Linked DNA regions of Mus musculus: region 2 is linked to region 1. A link is a contact called in public HiChIP or PLAC-seq data. All regions are on one chromosome and are shown on one strand. Each heading gives the region's core, a stretch centred on a gene start, on an enhancer-like site or on the middle of the called end of the contact. The rest is flanking DNA. Distances are from core to core; before and after follow the strand shown.

Region 1 (2,652 bases), core at 114-2,613:
TGTTTGGTAACTTAGTAGGTGAGTGCTGCCCTTATGTGAATGGGTGTGGGCATCTCTACTTGAACACGGAAAACCCACCATAGGCCACACCTACCCAGAATGACTCTCCCTCCCCTACCCCAGCAGCTACCAATTGCCAATAGCATCTCCATAAGGGTGGAGCCAGGAGAAGAAAGGCTTCCTTCTACCTGACTGCTTTCCCACAACTCCATGTCCCTCGGATAGTGACTGGATACTAAGATTTTTCTATTTCCCTAATGAGATGCTACACAATAATAACGTTGTCGAGCCACATAACCACACCAAGGAGCAAACCTCAAAATCTTGGTGAGAGGGAAAGATGCCAGAAAGCAAAGGGAAGCTGCTGCTGGAGCCAACCTGTAGGGAGTGTGTGCAGGGATGCACACGTACTTATGTATATACATAGTGTGTGCATGAGAGAGAATGAATGAATGAGTGAATGAATGAATGAAAAATATTTTATCCTTGTTGGTATTTAGGGTTGGTATCTAGTGGTGAGTGTTAATGACAAAAAATTCTCTTATCTAGGGCATATTTAATTTCTTGTTAAAACCTTTGAAACTAGGTGGTCAATAGACTCAGAAAAATCAAATTAACAAAATGAGCCAGGAAGATTGTTACTGAATTACAAATAATTCTCTGTGGGACTCCAGGAAGGTGGTTGATGAGGGGCCAGATTGAAAGGCTCTGCCACAGCCTTCTTATTTCTGGAACATTCTATTTGAAGTCTGGACGCTGTTATCGGAAACGATAAAGATGCTCTTAGGTGTGTCCATTCAGAATTCTCCCTATTAGCCACAAGGTGTCAGGGCAGCCCACTTTAAAGCATTTTTCAGTGTTCCACTGAGGATCCCCAGAGGTCTGCTTAGGGTGGGAGTCAGACAAGGACCTTTTGAGGTTTCCCACAGAGAACTTCCCCGCGCTGGTGCACGCTGAATGAGGGACTCCTGCCAGGCCTTGTCCTCTGAGAGCAGGCATGCAGGGACCTTCTGTAGGATTTGCATTTTTATTCACCTCCCAGTGCCAGGCGGACGCCCCAGGAAGCATTAGCACAGAGACAGGAAGGCCAAGCTGTCACTTCTCAGGCAATTTTGCCTGTGTATAAAATGAGCGTTTTGAGATCCTGGTATCATAATTTTATCCAGGATGCATGAGCATCTGTACACGAAGGTTTGCAGTGGCTGGGTCGAGAGGCTGCATCCTAATTAATGTCTGTCTTGGACCACTCCAGACCCCGCCCCACTGTTCCAACCGTCTTTCACACCTGCCACTACTGCTGGAGGAGTGGGGTGGACAGCGGAAGGACCTGCAAGAGGACAACACAGGGCCTTATTCTTCCTACTGGCAGGGACCCAGAGAAGCTGGTCCGCTCCACAGACTGTCTTCCTGCCAGCCAGTCCTGTCCCCAAGCAGAAGCTGTGGCCTGGCGGGAGATCATTTTTCTTTAGCACCTGTGTAAGAAGGAGAGGATGTTTGAGGAGAAACAGCAATACTCCACCAAGAGTAAACAAAGGCGAGGGCTGAGCCATAGCTTTTTAACCAACTCCTCAGCCAGCAAGCTTCTGGTAGTGGGACCTGGCTCTAAGAGATCACTGGAAAAAAAAAATCTAGCTCAACTAAGCAGTTGTTCTTTGTGTTGTTGTGAGTCTTTTCATCTCTCTCCCCCCAATATCCTCTCTCTGAGAAATTATGCACATAAAAGATACACACAGCACAATCAATGATTCATGGCTGTGAGCTCTCCTGTGGTTTCCTGGAGATCTCTAGATGTCAAAACAGTACCAGGTTTTTACATGTTTTAGAAAACCAGTTTTAATTTTGCATTTTATTTATATGCGCATACATGGGTGTCTACAGAGGCCAGGAGAGGACAATAGATCCCCTGGAGCTGGGGCTACAGGCTGTTGTAAGCTGCCCTGCAGGTCCTGGGTGCTGGGTACCAATCTTGGTTATATGGGAGAGCAGGATGTGCTCTCAGCCTCAGAGCATCTCTTCCCTCAAAAGGCTGCAAGCTAATGAAAAACAATAACAATAACAGGACCTCCTAAAATATCAGAAAATAAAAATAACTACAGGCAGAATTTTATCGATCCCAAGTGGTCTCGTGACCTCTCTAAGTTGGTGATTTTCTCACCTATGAGAGACTGTGTGGCCTGAAATATCCTGTGTTGGTTTGTATATTCTTGGTCCAGGGAGTGGCACTATCAGGAGGCATGGCCTCGTTGGAGTAGGTGTGTCACTACAGGCATGGACTTAAAGACCTTCATCCTAGCTGCCTGGAAGCCAGTATTCTGCTAGCAGCCTTCAAATGAAGATGTAGAATTCTCAGCTCCTCCTGCACAATGCCTGCCTGGATGCTGCCATACTCCTAACTTGATGATAATGGACTGAACCTCTGAACCTGTAAGCCAGTCCCAGTTAAATGTTGTCCATGTAAGAGTTGCCTTGGTCATGGTGTCTGTTCACAGCAGTACAACCCTAGCTAAGACTTACCCTATGCATCAAGAGAGGTTCTTCTATGTGGAAGAATAAACCATGCAGTTTCTATTGTCTCTATGTTAAAGAACTGCCAAAGGCTACTTTTGAGGACATTTTCCCCTCCACTGTGTGTGTGCATGTGTGTGCATGAAT
Region 2 (2,652 bases), core at 114-2,613, 1.2 Mb after region 1:
TTTGTTTTTTTAAAAGCACAGCTCTACAAAAAACAAAATAGTCAAATACACATTTAAAAAAAAAAGCTAAGGTTAACTTTAAAAATTAAAGCTTGTACCAGTTTTGTGTGGATTTTGACTTGAAAGCCCACATTCCAAAGAAAATGGCATGGTGCAGATGAATTTGCCCAAGGAGATAGATGGTCTTCTATTTAGAGCAGTATTTTGCTCAATACAGGGAAATTAATACATTACTATATCCCTTTAAACCTCAAATCCTATGAGATAGAACAGTGCCACTCACTAGCTCCTGAGGGTGACACACAGCCTGAGTCAGGTATTGCACACAGTGATACAGGCCGGTGCTATGAGCCACCACTATTAGCAGTCCTAGAGGACAGGCAGACCTACCATACAGCCTCACAGTGAGCAGGACTCTAAGACTGCTGAGTTTGCAAACTCCTGTAGGACAAACTTAACTAACATAGCTTCATCAACTCTATAAACACTCAATCATGGAAGGATTTGACTAAACAGGATGAGGTTTAAGGCAGGAATTCACAGGCTTGGACTTTTCGTTCCCTCCAGTTTATAATAGGAAAGAACCCACAGATTTATAGACTGATAGTAGAAATCTAAAAAAATGTTCCCACCAAGAGGAGAGGGAGAGAGGGAGGGAGAGGGGGAGAGGGGGGTAGAGAGGGGTAGTGGGGGAGGGGAGGGGAGGAGGAGAGGGGAGAAAGATTGATTTAAAAAAAATGACCTTATCACCACTGGCCAATGATGTCACCAATTGTTTTTCCCCAGAAAAGCCTCATAAAAACCCAAAAGGAGCTCAACAACTAGAAAACCCTGGAACATGGCACTCCCAGAAGAAAAGAAAGCCTACCTTTCCCCGTGTCTCATTTTATATGGCTGTTCATGTGTATCCCTTCAATATCTTTTAATAGCAAACAAGCTAGCCTAGGTAAAATGATATTCTAAGTAGGTCTCTCTAGCAACTTGAGAGGGAGATTAGAAACATGCCATAGAGCTCAACAGAAACCAAAGGTGGTCTGTGCTTGGTTTCTGCAGTGGAGTTCACTCCTATAACTTCTGAAATCTAATATAATCTCCAAATAGTGCTCAAATTGAAGCAAATTATAAGATATCAGTAAGTGCTCCCTAAAGATGTGACTATTGATTATGGGTGTCAGAATTCCCTAGACACCTAATATCGGGGGTACTGAGTGGTCTGACAGTATGAAAAATACTGTCACCTATGAAAAAGTAAGAAAGCAAGAAAGAATTCAATAAAATGTTCAACTGGCTTCCTAAGTTCCTTTGTTGAAGCATTTGTATGGCAGTCACTGTTGGATACGCCTTAGAGTAAAATGTGAGACATCAAATGACACAATGCAGGCTTTGTTTCAAGTTCTGACTACCATTTTTCTGGCAAACCATTCAACCTCCCTGACAAAAGTTTTCTCACATACAAAATGCAAATGATAAAACCAAGATTAGTTGAAAAAATGTGTGTCAAATACTGAGAGAACGAGTTAATGCAAAGTATACAAAATAAACAGGACAAAATTAACACAAAGTAGCTCATTTTTTCACTTGTAACATATTTTCTAACAATGCTGTTACCACAAACATGCTCAGCTACAGAAACACTGCCATCCATATGCTGCCCAGGACAGGCAAGACTTTCCTGAGAGCATTCTAAGTTCTATCAGTTCCTGCCTATGGTTTCTGTTAAGTAGTCCTGCTGGCTACTTGAATTTTACAACAAAACAAAAATCAGTGCTGGTAAGAACAATTATAATGAATTATTAGAAAAGTAAGAAAAAGGAAATAAAATTGGCATATTAACTCACATACTCAAACGAGGATCTTAGAATTACATGCTACTATCTATCTTCCAGGAATATTAAAAGCACATAGAGCATGCAATCATCACTATTTGTCAAACCTTCTTCAGGGAGCCAAAGAGAGGCACATTATTCTCTTATGACTTGAACTACAGGGCTAATCATTTGTGGGTCTATTTCTAATGCTTACTCAATGACAAGTATTTACTAAATAGCAAGTAAAGTCTATAAAAGACAGTATGTGTTGTGTTTAGTGAAGGATTCAGTCAACAGACAGTATTTTTAACGGAACATTTTTGTTCAAAGTACATGAAGCAGTAAGGAAACTAAGGTTGTTTCTCTAGCTTTGTTAGTATTTTATCATATGTAGATAAAAGGAATAAAGCTAGGCAAATTTCCTTTGTAACTATTAAAACATATTTATCATTCTTATTATATTATTGTTTATGCCAGTACTTACCTGTTCTTTATGTTGTTTACCAAACAGACAAGTACCAAATGAAAACACCTTCCCTTCTCACCTCATTATCAACACTCTAGGGAGCACATCAGGGTTGGGAGGAAGGCTCAGAGGGTAAAATACTAGCTATTCAAGAGGGAGAAACAGTTTGGATCTTCAGAACCCATGTAAAAGTCGTGTGGGTGTAAGATCCACCTATAATCCTAATACACATGAAATGAAGACACAGAGAATCCCTGGAGCTATTCAGGTACTAGCTTCTGCCAACAAATGGGAGACCACGAATCAATATATAGGGTGGAGAATTCAAATGAGAGACTCTGACACAAATACCTAAGGCAGAGAGCAATTAACAAAGAT

The links. HiChIP or PLAC-seq counts read pairs in DNA pulled down with a chosen protein or histone mark.
Region 2: an H3K27ac HiChIP or PLAC-seq map of oligodendrocyte precursor cells shows a contact between it and region 1, with 12 times the contacts expected there. The contact joins two enhancer-like sites. A contact is called at or near these places in 3 of 115 datasets of contacts at active chromatin or transcription factors (astrocytes, oligodendrocyte precursor cells and stem cell-derived neural progenitor cells).

What each region holds. Positions count from the first base shown.
Region 1 is chr17:9,022,433-9,025,084 of GRCm38.p6, forward strand. No RefSeq gene overlaps it. Among named protein-coding and RNA genes, the nearest start is that of 1700010I14Rik, 35 kb to the left of the region's middle. Within about 2 kb of position 1,364, at least 27 of the 459 cell types and tissues checked have an H3K27ac peak or open chromatin away from gene starts, as enhancers often do. A contact at or near this core is called in oligodendrocyte precursor cells and stem cell-derived neural progenitor cells, where this site is marked.
Region 2 is chr17:10,268,323-10,270,974 of GRCm38.p6, forward strand. The region is part of intron 3 of Qk (quaking); the gene reads right to left. Among named protein-coding and RNA genes, the nearest start is that of Qk, 50 kb to the right of the region's middle. Within about 2 kb of position 1,364, at least 28 of the 459 cell types and tissues checked have an H3K27ac peak or open chromatin away from gene starts, as enhancers often do. A contact at or near this core is called in oligodendrocyte precursor cells and stem cell-derived neural progenitor cells, where this site is marked.